Linked DNA regions of Danio rerio: all the other regions are linked to region 2. Evidence: chromatin contacts called from public HiCAR-type data. All regions are on one chromosome and are shown on one strand. Each heading gives the region's core, a stretch centred on a gene start, on an enhancer-like site or on the middle of the called end of the contact. The rest is flanking DNA. Distances are from core to core; before and after follow the strand shown.

What was found. HiCAR-type assays count read pairs that join an accessible place to other places.
Region 1: a HiCAR-type map of caudal fin shows a contact between it and region 2, with 6 times the contacts expected there. The contact joins the promoter of pik3r1 here to the promoter of cd180 in region 2. A contact is called at or near these places in 2 of 18 Hi-C or Micro-C datasets (caudal fin and hematopoietic stem cells) and 2 of 4 datasets of contacts at active chromatin or transcription factors (caudal fin and embryo).
Region 3: a HiCAR-type map of caudal fin shows a contact between it and region 2, with 5 times the contacts expected there. The contact joins the enhancer-like site here to the promoter of cd180 in region 2. A contact is called at or near these places in 6 of 18 Hi-C or Micro-C datasets (embryo, fibroblasts and an unstated tissue) and 1 of 4 datasets of contacts at active chromatin or transcription factors (caudal fin).

What each region holds. Positions count from the first base shown.
Region 1 is chr5:60,104,870-60,107,569 of GRCz12tu, reverse strand. pik3r1 (phosphoinositide-3-kinase, regulatory subunit 1 (alpha)) reads left to right here and starts at 1,311. Exons shown (of 16, transcript NM_001281844.1): 1 at 1,311-1,633; 2 at 2,630-2,700.
Region 2 is chr5:60,247,302-60,250,001 of GRCz12tu, reverse strand. It overlaps cd180 (CD180 molecule), which reads right to left and starts at 1,282. Exons shown (of 3, transcript NM_001310490.1): 1 at 1,154-1,282; 2 at 916-1,076; 3 at 1-808. The coding sequence starts at 1,255.
Region 3 is chr5:60,063,052-60,065,751 of GRCz12tu, reverse strand. All of the region lies in intron 2 of LOC141385620 (a long non-coding RNA gene), which reads left to right. Among named protein-coding and RNA genes, the nearest start is that of slc30a5, 21 kb to the right of the region's middle. Within about 2 kb of position 1,386, at least 6 of the 62 cell types and tissues checked have an H3K27ac peak or open chromatin away from gene starts, as enhancers often do.

The sequences.
Region 1 (2,700 bases), core at 62-2,561, 140 kb after region 2:
TACTTCTGCAATTATATATATATATATATATATATATATATATATATATATTTGTTTGTTTGTTTGTTTATTATTATTTTAATGTTTTATTAAAAAATGTTTCAAGATGTTTCTTCAGAATTCTGCAGTACTTTTTACAAGTTTGACTTGTACTATTTTACGGATTGTCATTGGTATTTTTAAGATGTTTCTTGCTATATCTTAAATTGGTTTCTATATTTAGGTTTATATAAAATTTAGCTGTTTTTTACAAATTTTTAATTCAAGTCTATTGGGAAAACAGGGTTGTTTAAAAAAACATATGTGTTTGTGTGTAATTTTTAGATTTTTTGTTTAAATCTTTCTGTGTGTCTTTATTGTGTTGTTTTTATATTGATATTCTTGTGCACTTCAAAATTATTTATAAAATTTTAGTTCTATTTTTTTCATGCAATCAATAAACGTTTAACATTTATTTATTTTGTCATTTGTCTGATTATTTTCATTACAGAATATGTATGCAGTTTGCACTTTATTCAAAGGTTAAACGCAGTGCTTACACTTTGTGTTTACATTATAGCCTGTGTTTGCTGTTATATAAATTCAAATGGTTGTAATACCATATATCAAGTACCAATGTAATACCAAAAGGTTTTATAAGGTGTATAAATACGGAGTCGCGCCAGCTCCGGGCCGCAGCGCACATTACCCTCGCGCCGATTCCGGCGCGGATGCGCAGCGTCGGCTCGCTTACGGCCGCCGCATCTGGCCCGCTTGATTCGGGCCGGAATCCACAGGCATCCGGCCCGAGTCCGGCAGCCGAAGTTGGGCCGAGGGGTTAGTCTCCGGCAGGCGACAATCTAGCCGGAACTGGCCCGAGTGTATTTTGCTATCTGGGGAGGTTTGCAAAAAAAAATTAAATCTCTTAATATTTTGTTTAATAGAAGAAAGAAACTAAATGTTTGAAAAAAGTATGAGCTTAAGATTAAGGGGACAGGTTAAGGGGTTGCGGCCCATTTGGGGTTTTTAATAATCCACATGGGCCCCTTATCACAGTTGCTTCGGGCATTGAGTCTATGTGATATAACCTAGTAAATAGTCTACTTTTGTAGAAAATCAGTCACATTTCAATTGCCACATTACACACATCATGATAGCAGATATTATTTAATTCTCAATAGATGTCATGGCTAGTTATCTTTCTCTCGAAACACCGTGAATCCCCAGCCATTTTAGCATGTATGGAGATAGTCGAGGCGTAAGGGGGACTGGCACTGACGCAAGCTGGAAGGCGTGGTTTGTGTTCTGGTGTTCCTGCCATTGAAGGATTCAGTGTGTGGTGACTCGGGCGGAGTCGGTTTTACTGTCGGGAAACGAGCACAGTTGTTAAGTAAAATATTTTTTTTAAAGAAGCTAATTTAGATGGATGGTTAAAATTTAACTTACTACTGGACGTTACTTCCCCGAAGACTCGTCTTATGAAGTGCTTTATAGCTCTTGGCGTGGTTGGATTTCTTGGAGAGCTGCGTAAACTGGAGTTACGGGAAGCGAAGGAGATTTTCTCGGCCCTGGCTATCATGAACGGGACCCTTACAACTTGCTAAAGTTCGCAGAAATTCATCAGTTCCTTTCGGTTTTCATCATTTCTTGCAAGGTATGTTTGTTTGATGAAATGGACCGTGTGTTTAAGATGAATAACTTATGTGCTTTAAGGTTGAGATTATAGTAAATTTGGCAGGATCTCTTTACTGTGTCGATTGTTCCAGTACAGCGTGTCCCAACTGCATCCTATTACATGCTCTCCCTTTACTTAACTATTTGACACTGACAATTTATTATGGCCGCAGCTCTTCGTGTATGTGTAAGTGTCGGAGATTTAGTTGTTATTTTCTAATGTTGATTTGCTCATAAAGCAATCGTTTCGTTTACGGTATATATTTTTATTATTATTACTTAAGGCTAATGTTAGCTTATATGCTAACCCCGAGCATGCAGAATTAATGAAACTCAATAAATATGAATGTAACGTTAACTTTTAAGTTAGTTTTAAGTAAACACCAAATGCAAGGAGACTTCATGCGGTCAGTTCGATTAAAATCTCCTGTGTGTGATTTGTAGCTTTTGTTTAAATATTGAATTTTGTGCGTATAAAGATACGCTTCAACTATCTGTCGTGCGGATTCGTTTGCGCTTGGCTAAATTAATCAAACGTTAGTTGGTTTATACCATTGCGCTGGTTAATAATCGTTAAATAATCTGTTAGATAAGTAACGTTACTTTCAAACTTGTGGAGGGTTTTGCTCTGTCAGCATTTCTACATTGGAGTTTCTTCTGCGCCATTTGGTCTTTAATTCGCACTTGTGCAGAAATGTTGTACACTTGTTCTTTTGACGTCGCATTTATGTGTGCGGTGCTACCTAACAATGAAATTTTTTTGTTGTTTGACATGACATCAAGTATTTATACAAAGGTGTAGCCGCAATAATAAAATATTTACATTAGCTCAGTTTGTATTTTGTGGTGAATATACGCATTAGTTTTTATGTTTGCCAAATGTGTTTGTTTTTTGCATCAACGTAGATAAATTGAAGTGATTTTGTTGTTGTTGATGTTGTTCAACGTGTACATTGATTTATCTTCTGTGTTGTAGGTTTGAATTACTCTTTTTAGATCACTGGGAGCAGGCCTCACACAGATGGGAAGAGTCTGTATGAAGCACCT
Region 2 (2,700 bases), core at 33-2,532:
TATGGATAAGTGTGTAAGCATGGGGAAATTTCTAGTGTTGCTCTGGCAGACATCTTTAAATTGGTTCTCATCTAGAATAAGATGTGACAATGTAGACAAGCCAGTTGTGTTCAAGGGCAATGCATTCAGATGAGCTCTAGTTAGGTCAAGCTTTTTAAGTCCTTCAAGGCAATGAAAAGTACTATTATTTAGGTCTAAGAAATGCTGAAGCTGGAAATCCAGATCACTTACGAAGATGTTGCAAAAAGATTGTAGCGCAGCTGATGCTATGTATACGTTTGAATCAGTTTCATACAGTCCCAGGTTCAGTCTGTTGGTTTTAATTCCTTCAAGACCTTTCAGGAGGGATGAGATGTTCATCTTATTTAAGCAGCCACTAAAATCAAGACTACTTAGATTCAGTGAATGAAAAGCACCGGGTTCTATATAGATGAAATCATTTCCTTTGAAGCTGATGCTCACCCCAGCCAGGTTGCTGAATGGTTGTAGGTCATTAAAACTTATCCGGTCAATAAAGTTTAAGTCAAGCTGCAAGCTCTTCAAATTTTGCCAGCGAAAATTGCTTAGTCCATCTAATGAGCGAATGTTACTTCCCCTGAGGTCCAAAACCTCTAAATAAGCAAGATTTTCAGATGGGATGTCTGACAGTTGTTTGATCTTTGACTGAACTAGGCTTAGATATTTCAATGCTAGTGGTCCAGAGAAAGCTGTACTTGCGATGAACACAAGAGGGTTTCCAGTTAGGAGAAGGACCTCCAAGTGAGGCTGATATGTAAACACATCTTCATATATGAAAGTGATGCTGCATCTGTGAGTTAGTGTGTGGGGGGGGAAAGATTATTATTATTATTATTATTATTATTATTATTCATGCACAGTTGTACACAGCTTTATGGGTTATTTAGCTTTGCTCACCTTGTCACATCTAAAGAAATTAAGCTTTTTAGCCTCTGAAAGGTGGAGTTGTACAGAGCAGGCAGATAATTGTAGCTGAATTGCAAAATTTGAACAGAATTTGGTATCTCATCTGGGATTGATTGTAGGTCCATATCATTACAATCGTAACCTTTAGTTATCTGAAACACACAATGAAACAAAATAAAACATTAACAGTATCTTAATTTAACATTCAACATTAATACCATAATTGTACCTGTTGACAATGTCTTCTCGCCCATGGTGTTGCTTCATTAAAGACTAAAAAGTGAAAAAGAATAGAGTAAAATGACATGTAAAAAACAAAAAAACTCTCCATTTTCTACAGGACAGAAAAGAATAATGTCTTTTCTTCAGTCAGCTATATAGGTATTAAAAAACAGGAACTTCATGTAAAACGAGAAGTATAGTCGGGTATAACTTCCCAACAATGGTTTAACTGAAAAAAGGGCACCAACTTTTTCAGCTGCATGTGGGAAAATTTCCACTTCTTTCAATATAGTCAAAAATTCCAAAAGTTCCAAAAATATAATGAAAAAAAAGTTTTTATTTTTATCTAATCCCCTATGAGTAGTGCGAGTAAAGAATGTTGATTTGAATTTAAAAATATGTCTGCATCTTATAACAATGGAAAATATATCACTTTAATCATGTGAGACTACTCAATATGGGTTCATTTCACACATTTATGAAAACTAAAATACTCAAAATACAAAGTATTCTATTTTTATTTGTATTAGTATTATTCCCATTAGTGCTCAAGATGTGAATACGTTGTGGAGACTATTTGTGTTGTGGCCTTTAGCTGAATTATGTGTGGATCAAATATTTGTAATTTCTTAATCTTAGAAAATGTAAATTACTTTTTGTTTATCTACATGGTTGATGGCATTAATGATTTCAATTATAATGTAACAAGGCCTGATTTGAATACTAAAACTTTTAGCTTTTCCCCCTTCACTGAAATATCATGCCAATTCACAACCCTCTATTTAATTACGCAATAATCACTCCTAATGAAACATGATTGCATTTTAAGTTGGGTAAGACAAGTGGGTGGTAATAATAATTGCATCTATATATATTAAAAGAGGATGCATCTTCTTTATTTTACTCTAAAAGTATATGACCGAGAGAGCTTTGATTTGAGAAAACGCATGCAATTACAAAAAACGCCAGCAAATTAAGAAAATATATTCATTCATTTGACAGCATACGTGCTACAAATCTTTACAAGTCAAACACATTAAAAAGTTAGTGTTGTGAGGATTTGCAGTACGTATGCTGTCAAACGGATAAATATCTTTTCTTACGTGTATGTATACGTGTTTTTTTGTATTTTATTAATTGAGTGTTGTTTTTTTTTCCTGAAATTGTAATATATTAAGCACTCTCGGCCTCCATATGTTTGAATATTTAATTCTGTCTCTGGCTAGAAAGGGTGACTCCAAATAATTAAATACACGCCGGTAGTTCTAGCCAGCTTAGTCGCTGTTTTATATTTGTTTAATTCATTTGACATGGGTCACTCACACACACTGAGATGATTATAAAACCATAGACACATTCAGGATCAGGACACATTAAAAACCCTGACTTGAACCTCCTGTGTGTATTCAAAAACGAATGAGTGCTAAAAAAAAAAAAAAAAAAAAACTAAAACTTTTTTGCATTTTTAAACTTGCGTGAAATCCCTAAGCCCTGATTTCACCAAAAAGTGAAGGTAACCTATTTAATATTAAATCCAACAGTTGCATAACATGC
Region 3 (2,700 bases), core at 137-2,636, 180 kb after region 2:
TAGGTATAGTGTGTCCACAGTCATACTGAGGTAATTTTTTTTATTTCCTGACATTAAATTAGGTTCCAAATTCCTCCCATTTTGAAGCCCACCGCAACGACATAGTAGTGCAGTTTCCTCGCCCACCGAATTAATTAACAGCCGCGTTTTAAGATGTCTCTGTAGTAACTATTAACACGTGTAATCATATCAACAAGACAGGATGTGTGCAAACCAACCAGGATTAAAAGACCTGTTCAGCTAACTGTGATCATCAATCATAAATAAATGTGATCAGAAATGAGTTTAACTACTTTAACACTTAACTATGAATTACAGTGATTTTATTATCATCACCACAGCAGCGTGTCAGTACAATTATCAAAGAAGACACTTTAATCCCAGTTTGTGGATGTTAAATCAGGTTTATTTTGTACATTAACATAATGAGTATCCATACATCGGTAGACATTAATCTGTATCCTGTCACATTTACTGTGCAAAAACAGTGCAAAGTTAATGTAATTGTAATGACATTGTGTGTGACTCATCCAAAGGCTTAACCTATCTCCACAACAAATACATAAAATAATCATTGAGATAGTTCCTACTGTAGTATTTCTCACAAATGTTATGTTACGAGATCTGCTCCCTTCGTGTCTGTCTCTGAGCTGTTTATCTGACAGAGACAGAGACAAAGACACACTGACAGGCACGTGGGAAGGGTGGGCAGGGAGAACTAGCGTTAAAGGCACAGGCAACAAAAACAGCTACATTGTGTTTACAGCAGAACATTCCAACATTCTGAAAGGTAGAATAAATAATTTGATGTTTTTCAGAGCTGAAACTTTACAGTTTATGTCTGATAATAATTTTTCTTCTAAATATAGTCTTGTTTGTTTTATTTCAGTTAGAATAAAAGCATTTTTTAACTACAAACTATATTTTAAGATATATTTTTTTTCGATAGTCTACAGAAATAACCTATTGTTTTACAATAACTTGCCTAATTACCCTAACCTGCCTAGGTACCCTTACTAGCCTAGTTAAGCCTTTAAATGTCACTTTAAGCTGTACAGAAGTGTCTTGAAAAATATCTAGGCAAATATTATTGGCTGTCATCATGGCAAAGATAAAATAAATCAGTGATTAGAAATTAGTCCTTAAAACTATTATGTTTAGAAATGTGTTGAAACAATATTTTCTCCGTTTAATAGAAATTGGGGGAAAAAATAAATAGAGGGGCTCATAATTCAGGGGGTTAATAATTCTGACTTCAACTGTATATGCTAAGATAAAAAATGTACCTTTTGAAAGTACCTTTTTTTTCTTAATATTGACATATTGACTCACTGGCATTGAATGGATTGGGTGCTTTTGACCCGACTGAGGGTCCTGAGGTTCTGATGTGTGGTATGGAGATAAGATAAAGGTTCAAAGTGCACATCTGAAAGAGCCCAGACCATTAGTTTACTCTTATGCAACAAGCTGTTAATGGTTTGCTAGGCATATTCATGATATTAAGTGCTGATCCTTCAATGTATCTACTAAAACTCAACAAAGGTTTTACTCATAACTTTTGTATAGTGTTTAATATATTTTTAACCATCAATGTGATTTCAAAACGTTATGAAAAAGAAAAGCAGGGTCCCCGCGGGGCCTTAAAAAGTCTTAAAATCACTGAAATATTGTCTTGTAGGTCTTAAATAATTTTAAAAAGGTCTCAATTTTCCTGGGTCAAAGTAAAGCTACCTATAATGGGCCGACCATCCATCCGATCACAGACAATCCATCTCAATAAAACTTTTTTCTTTTCAAGTTTCTTTATTGCAACGAGATCCAATTTACAATAGCTGTTTGAATTTTTTTACAGCAATTTCTCTAAATTAAATTCTCTAATTAGGGAAAGAAAACTAAAAACAATTATACAATTCCTCATGATAATAACTGAGCAACATATCACTTAACATGATATATTATATTCAATCAGTTTGGACCAAAAGTCAACAAATGTATATTTTTGATTATTTATGTCATTGTCTCTGTAATAAATATTTTTTAACAATGTTAAACTTGTCATTAACAAAAAAAAAAAAGAAATATTATGTTAAAAAGTGTATACAATTAAAGTTTTCTTGTTTAGACACATTCAAATCTCTCTCTCTCTCTCTCTCTCTCTCTCTCTCTCTCTCTCTCTCTCTCTCTCTCTATATATATATATATATATATATATATATATATATATATATATATATATATATATATATATATATATATATATATATATATATATATATACATATATATATAATTCATTTCCTTGTCGGCCTAGTTACTTTATTAATCCGGGGTCCCCACAGCGGAATGAACCGCCAACTTATCCAGCAAGTTTTTACACAGCGTATGTCCAGTCCCAACCCATCTTTGGGAAACATCCACACACACTCATACAATACGGACAATTTAGCCTACCCAATTCACCTGTACTGCATGTCTTATGACGGGGGAAACCAGAGCACCGGGAGGAAACCCTGGGAAAACATGCAGACTCCACACTGAAACGCCAACTGAGCCGAGGCTCAAACCAGCGACCTTCTTGCTGTGAAGTGACAGCACTACCTACTGCGCCACTGCTTCGCCCCATATATAGGAAGAATATATATATTTTCCCCATCTTCTGTTTAACAGAGAGAAGATTTTTTTCAACACATTTCTGAACAT